Linked DNA regions of Bombyx mori: region 2 is linked to region 1. The links are chromatin contacts, called in public Hi-C maps. All regions are on one chromosome and are shown on one strand. The core of a region is the stretch at or near the end of the contact, and the rest is flanking DNA. Distances in the headings are between cores, read along the strand shown.

Region 1 (3,806 bases), core at 960-3,459:
ACCCTTCCAACCGAAACGCATTACTGCTTCACGGCTGAAATAGGCGGGATGGTGGTATCTTCCTGTGCGGACTCACAAGAGGTCCTACCACCAGTAATTACGCAAATTGTAATTTTGCGGGTTTGATTTTTATTGCACGATGTTATTCCTTCACCGTGGAAGTCAATCGTGAACATTTTGTTGAGTACGTATTTCATTAGAAAAATTGGTACCCGCCTGAAATTCGAACACCGGTGCATCGCTCAACACGTATGCACCGGACGCCTTATCCTTTAGGCCACGACGACTTTTTATCAGGTGTGTCAATGATTATAACGGCTCTTTCCCACCCTTCGAACCGGAACGCCTGCTTACGTCCAGTACAGCAAGGTAGTAAGTAGGTACTTCAAAAACAAAAACATCAGTCACTTGGAATTTTTAATGATCTAACATTCGAGTCTATAATTTTATATGAGCTATGACGCACACGAGAATCATCAAAATATGCGTCAATGATTACGTCAAGGAATGATTGACATAGACAATGATATATACGAATTTCCCACTTTTCGCGTTGTCGAGTTACGTGTTGAAAACAAACGTGAACAATTGATAGATGTTGGTAGAGTTGTTAGTAGCTCTGATAACCAGGCTCTGAAACTGCCGATACTTTAAGACAAATATTTTGTTTGTATGGAAACTAGCGACATCTTTTAGGGGATGCCCTTAAACTTATATGTTATTAAAGTTAAGGCATTTAATTATTGAATAACTAAACACAGATTTTTTTTTAATAAATCATACAAGTCTTCATTTGTTATAGACAAATTGATTAAATTTTATCAATTTGTGGTTTCTGAAAATTTACAAAATTGATTTATTGAAAGTAAAATATAGGATATGTTATATGTTACTGCCATCTACAGGAGCAATGAGAAACTAATCGAAGCGAAGCCATCTAGTGGCCGACGCCCGTAAACATTTTTGTTGAGTGCTTGAGTTGCTTGTCTATAACTAATTTATGTGTATTATCTATGGTGACAACTTTTTTTTTTTTTATTGTCTTTCTAGGCAGTCGTACGGCCCACCTGATGGTAAGTGGTTACCGTCGCCCACGGACTTCAGCAATGCCAGGAGCAGAGCCAAGCCGCTGCCTACTGCAAAACTGCCTACGAGTTCCTAGTTCGATTTCCGGTCGTGTTAACGACGGATATTCCTTATTCGGGGTTTGTTTTGTTTGTCTCCATCGCCCAAATCGTTGAATGTGGAAATTACAATTTAAATCGTATACTTTGTACGACAAAGTTCTATTTTCGGCGTAAAAACAACCCAATCTATCGATACTATTATAGAGCTGTTAGATACGCACGCATACAGATACATACAGATATCCGGATGCAAGTAACGAACAAGATTGCATTAAAACACATGAGAACAAAGAAACTGATTTGGTAGAAGGTAATTGTTCACATACCAAGTTTTTGTATAGCAGTTGATTAATATATGTAGGAGGATCACGCAAAAACTAATGGCTAATATAATTTGCAGTATCTTTTACCTCGTTACGAATAACCAACATTATCCCGGAAACTTAAATTTAAGCGCAACTCTAGTAATTTTGAATTTCAAGTTCTTCTCACGTGTTTAAGTATATCAAATTTGAACAGTATCTATTTTGTGTATACATAATAATATATCTGTGGGCTTATTGCGAGTTTTTTAACGTTCTCGATAGCGTAAAAGTTAACCCAATTTTCTATGGAGTGAGAACGTTTGTCTACGTTCACCGCTAGGGGCGCTGCTCCAACTGCATACAAATTTGAGTTAACTTTTACGCTCGCGAGAACGTTAAAAAACTCGCACTAAGCACACTGTACGCATGTTAATAATGTAGATTTCCTATGAGATCGGTGAAGGTCCAATAAAACATTTATATTTGGTTATTTTTTATGAAAAAAAAAACCCTTATTATATTATTACAGTCAAAGATGTACTAATCAATCTAACCAAAGTCTTAGTCTTTGAAATGTCGGAAATTGTAAACGCGAGATGAAGCCTCGAATGTGTTCTAAGAGTGTCGTTACAATTCGCAAAATCCCTTGAAAATATCGTATTGTAAATACGTACATCTTTAATTTATCGGTTTCAAACAGGACCAATCAGACGAGAGCCTGTGGAAGAACGATGCAACAATTTTTATTCTTACGGCTGCGAGGGTCGCGCGAGGTCAAAATATACCGGTTTTTTTCAGCACATTAGTTTTACTCGATGCATGAGTCAGAGCCGGTTTTAAGGAACACCGTCAGAACTGTAACATCTAATTGCAAGACGTGAGTCATCATGGAATTAAAAAAAAAAAAATTGGTTGCTGAGTTATGTTAAAAGTACGTACAGCCGATTCAATCTGAATCAATCTGTAAATTCATAATCATTTGACTGACTCGGTGGCGCAGTAATTAGTGCCCTAACTGTTGCGCCGAGGGTCGTGGGTTCGATTCCCTTATCGACATTCGTGTAATGAGCCGGTTTTTTTCCTTTTTGTCTGGGTGTTTATTATCTATATATTCAAACGTATATAAGTGTTTTTTTTTTCTATTGCTTAGATAGGTGGATGAGCTCACGGCCCATCTGATGTTAATTGGTTATCGGAGCCCATAGACAACTCAAACGTAAAAGTCGCAACCCACCTTGAGATATGAGTTCTAAGGTCTCAGTATAGTTACAACGGCAGCCCCATCCTTCAAACCGAAACACATTACTGCTTCACGGCAGATGTATGTCAGTCTCTGGTACCAACTACAAAAGGAATCCTCCTAATTTGGAGCGGAATGACCGTGCGTGATTTGTTTTCAGTTATTTATTTTTCTATTATATTTGATTTGGAGGTCCAACGTTGTTATATATTCAGTCTTATTGAGCTTCTCCATGATTATCATCATCATTTCAGCCTATCGCCGTCCACTGCTGAACATAGGCCTCTCCAATAGATTTCCAGTGCGACCGGTCCATTGCCACCTGCATCCAACGAGACCCAGCGCTTTTTACTAGGTCGTCGGTATATCGTAGTGTAGTCGGTAGTCGTCCATGATCATACTAATCATTAAAATAACTTTTATGGCTTAATCATCAAATTTCCGATAGAATACAAAGATAATAAAATACGTTAGATTAATCCGTAAAAATAGTTTTAATTGACTACTCTTCTGTCATTCATTCTTAGTAGCAGTAGCGACACTTATTTTTCTAATTCCTATCCTGGATACCATTTTAAACTTTCCTGAATCACGCGTTCGGCTAAACAAGATTAGTTATTTCTTGATATTTTGAATTATGATTTTTCACGTTGTGGAATTAGCAATTATGGCAGGTGGTTACGTTAGTCGTGTACACCAAACTATAGTTTTTACGTGTCAATTCGAAAGTGGTTATTTTAAGATAAATTCGATTCCTGCTTGAATGGAGTCAACTATAATCAAAACATCGCATTTATAAGATCGGCAGTCTTGTGGCTTGTATTCATTGTTAAGATTTTCCCAACGGTGTCTCAACGCGTATACTTATGGTCAGCAACATTAGTCAGTGACAGAACTTCTTCTTCTTCTTGTTAGCATTATCAAACGATATGTGCGATCGGCGCGGCTGTCCTATTGTCATGCTGCAGAGAAATTTGGCATGAGTTTAGCGACCGACCGCCCGTCTAACGTCAAGCAACTTCAGTGTGTTTCGTGCGAGTTTTTTAACGCTCTCGATAGCGTAAAAGTTAACTCAAATTTGTATGGACTTGGAACGTTTGCCGCTAGGGGCGCTGTTCCTACTGCATACAAATT
Region 2 (3,806 bases), core at 734-3,233, 34 kb after region 1:
TGACAATGGATAACAATGCGAGGCCGTATTCCGTTTTGCTAATGCGTGTGACGGATATCATTGTGGATTCGACGCGTAAACAGTTTTGTGTTCTATCGACTGTTGCTGAAAACATTTAACTATACACCCGGACTGTTCTGACCAGTTGTTTAAAAATACATACTTAGTGGAAGTTGCCAAGCGCGTTATGTGTTTACATGGTATTCTCGACACACAGCCTACATAGATGTAGGAATCGAGAACATTCCAATAAAAACAAAAACAAAAAATTTATATATTTTATTGCTTTAAGGAAAATGTCATTAGTAATAACAGTAGCTGATGGCTATTTGCTAATGGATTTTTTCGACACACATTACGTGACCGAGGTCCGGTTTACAATTCATTACAACCGTAAGACAACACAACACATATACACATTATATTTACATTGAGTTTGATGAAATCAAATAAACGAAATGGGACGTCGAAGACAATAAAGACAGCAGATGTTACTTATACGCGTTGAATATTAATTTGCGAAACTCATTGAATATTTATGCAAAGACTATTTTAAATTACAGAATCATAAGCAAACACTAAGACTAGATTCATCATACGTGACAAGACTAACAACTCTTTTGTGTCAATATTGTGTGATATGTACCCACTGAGTTTCTCGGCGGATCTTCTCAGTGGGTCGCGATTCAGTGGGTTGCTAGACCTAGTGTTAGCAAATTGTTTCAGGTTGAGCTCGTGAGCTTAGCTAACCGTCCGCGAGAAGCTGGAATAGCCCCTTAGGTTACCAGCGAATAGGGAAAAGAGTGATATGTGGATATTTACTGAGTATTCCAAAATATTATATCAAATCATCTACAATATCATAACGTACAACGAAGCCTGAGTAATTATGATGGATTGATAGTGATTGAATTTGCACAACCGTTAGTATCCGGCTGTCCATAGGATCCGCCGCCATAATCGGCAGCTACCCTTCAAAGTGCCTGTTCGCTAACGGTCATCGACCTCCTCATTGCAATCAGATCTGTAATGTAACAGATTTTACTGTAACAATATTATCCTTGGCAGTTAATTATCGCGTTGTTAATTATTTCGCATCCATCAACGGTTATCAGTGACATTTATAAAATAGATTTATAGACGTGACGCCGCGTCTACGAGCAATAACATTAATTCTAGTCGTCAAAGTTAATCACAAAAGTATACTGCGTGAATCGGACGCCGTATTATTAGCAATAAAGGACATAGTTCAATTCAAGGTTGAAGTCATTATAAATACTACCGCTTTAAGTTCCTGTTTTTTTTTTCTTTTTTCGTTTTATCGGCGAATGTTTATTTCAAGCCAGTGAGTGACGCGGGCATATCAGAACACGATGACAAAAACTCTTTATTACAAACGCTAGGATATCACGCATTATCGCCAGTCCCTCACCGCAACGACAGTTACACTGATAACTTAAATAGTTCGAGATAAAATCGATGGAATTTATCAGAGGGAAGGGATAGGGGGGAAGCTATCAATCGCCTACACGGTTTTCCGCATATGGATTAATTAACTGCAATTAGTTTCCTGGTGAATACAATGGTCCAGGTTTTACCTTGTACGTTTACGCATACTAATTTTGTGCGCTTTTAGGAGTTTTCCGAGTCGTCAATCTAATCCATAAATGGAAATACGTTTAAGCTACAACTTGAATTTAAAGGTTAAATGAAGAAACAAGTATAAAAAACCTTTATTTCCATAAGTTTCCATTGTTTGAGTTGATCAAAATAGAAATAAGTTATGAAATACGATAAAAAAAACGACTTTTATGGCAACACGCCAGTTTAATCCACCTCGGCTTGTGTTTAGACTGGGTTAACTACGCGACGTAAGAAATGTTTACTAAGCTAAAAATATGAATCAAGTCAACGTCCTTAGCTACCGAATGGTCAAGTACCTCATCACGGCGATGGAACAAGAGGATGATAACGTTATCTGCGATGGACGTGGTGGGGACGAGACGCCGGAAATATACGATACAACATGGCGGCTTCTCGGAACGTGCGTGCACGCATCCGTTTACCAAGAAAAAGGAAACGGTACATTAATTTTGCACAGGGCACGAATCAATGAGCGTTTCTTTTCGTTAAGGATTACGTAATGTTATTTTACAATACTTATGAAGATGCATTATGTTATCTATAGTTCCGTTGTATTACGCGACTATTTACGTAAAACTTGTCAATAGCATAGATAAATATTAATGTCATTTAATTATTAGAATGATCATTAATTAGTACAAAATCACGATGATCTTTATTTCGCACCCATTATTTTGGATTTTAAAAGGAGAACCCGAATTCTATACTATTTAATTAAACATTAGATTCTGTTGAAAGAAGTATACTTAGAGAAAGAGTCAAGTTTGGACTGTAAATCTTAATTAATTGCAGCAAGAATATTATATTTCACACTTAATTCCTTTATCAATATTTGTAATGAAAACAGAATAATTCAAGTATAGGAATAATTAATGAATTTAATTTTCTTCATAAGGCACAAACACGTGAATTTATATTTCAATGTTAAGAATAGTAGATTATTATATTAATAACAACATACCTACATGATAAAATTCCGAGGCACAAAATTAATAGTCAACGAATAAACAATTACTCTTACTAAGCACAGACGATAGGTTATCAATGTATGAAGTACCTGTGTAAAAATATTCGATATTAGTCGAGGTTCTGATATACAAAATATCTAATTTTTTTCATTCTTTTCGTTCAATGTTCCTGGTTCGTGTCGGGCTGTTATGATATTTATTAAATAGCTAGCTGACCCGGCAGACTTCGTAGTGCCTCAATCGATCAATAAAATACCTAAACTTCTGTATAAAATAAACTTAAAACAAACAAAAAGAATCCGTCTGACGGGGGACACATCATAGGAAAAACAAAATTGTTATTTTTATTTAATTCCGAGAATTTTCATATTTATCGACCTTTTAAACCCTCTCTGGACTTCCACGAATAATTCAAGACCAAAATAAGCCAAATCGGTCCAGCCGTTCTCGAGTTTTAGCGAGACTAACGAACAGCAATTAATTTTTATATATAGAGATATAGACGAGTCTTGATCATTGAAGTTTTTTTCTTCCTCCGTGTCAAATATTTTTGTAGTCGACCCTTCTAGTCCTAATAAGCTACGTTGTGTATATTTCGGGATGCAACACCATTCTTTTCATGAACGTTTTTGGTTTGCCGTTTGGTTATCTCGGTTATCAACTATTCAATCAAAAATACCAAGCCTGAACATACTTTGCTATAACTAAGCACAAGATTTATACAACAGATGAAACACCAGTTATTTATAGTTTTCAGACCAAATGATTCGCCTGTTTGAAATTGTTTATAAAACAACAACGCGAGCGAACATTTGCCCTTTTCATTCTCGTCGAAACAAACTTTTTATGGTCAGGATCCGTTAAACAAATAATCATTATTATCCTGTGTTCCTTACCGAAAATCGTACAGTTGTTTAATCAAAGTCATTACCAAGATAAACAATTTCACTACATTCGTATTAAAAGCTGAACATGCATAATGCGTGTACTAAAGTTTCTTCAAGACAAACATGTGGGCAGCGAGACCATTCAAGTCGTATTTTATTAGAGGTTTTTCATGGCAAAGGAAACGACATTATCGCTTTATTTGTGAACGCTGTACTGTGGTATTTGTGTGGGAAATTGCACTGATATTTTTTTAACTGAAATACTTAAATTTATATATTTAATCTATCGCTGAACAGATTCTAAACA

What was found. A called contact is a pair of places that touch in the nucleus more often than the background predicts.
Region 2: a contact with region 1 is called in a Hi-C map of posterior silk gland, with 1.8 times the contacts expected there. The contact joins two enhancer-like sites. A contact is called at or near these places in 4 of 7 Hi-C or Micro-C datasets (middle silk gland, midgut, posterior silk gland and 1 more).

The regions. Positions count from the first base shown.
Region 1 is chr25:10,850,977-10,854,782 of ASM3026992v2, forward strand. The region is part of intron 2 of LOC101737978 (unc-112-related protein); the gene reads right to left. Among protein-coding and RNA genes, the nearest start is that of LOC101738108, 21 kb to the left of the region's middle. Within about 2 kb of position 2,210, at least 3 of the 8 cell types and tissues checked have open chromatin away from gene starts, as enhancers often do.
Region 2 is chr25:10,885,573-10,889,378 of ASM3026992v2, forward strand. The region is part of intron 1 of LOC101737978 (unc-112-related protein); the gene reads right to left. Among protein-coding and RNA genes, the nearest start is that of LOC101737978, 5.2 kb to the right of the region's middle. Within about 2 kb of position 1,984, at least 6 of the 8 cell types and tissues checked have open chromatin away from gene starts, as enhancers often do.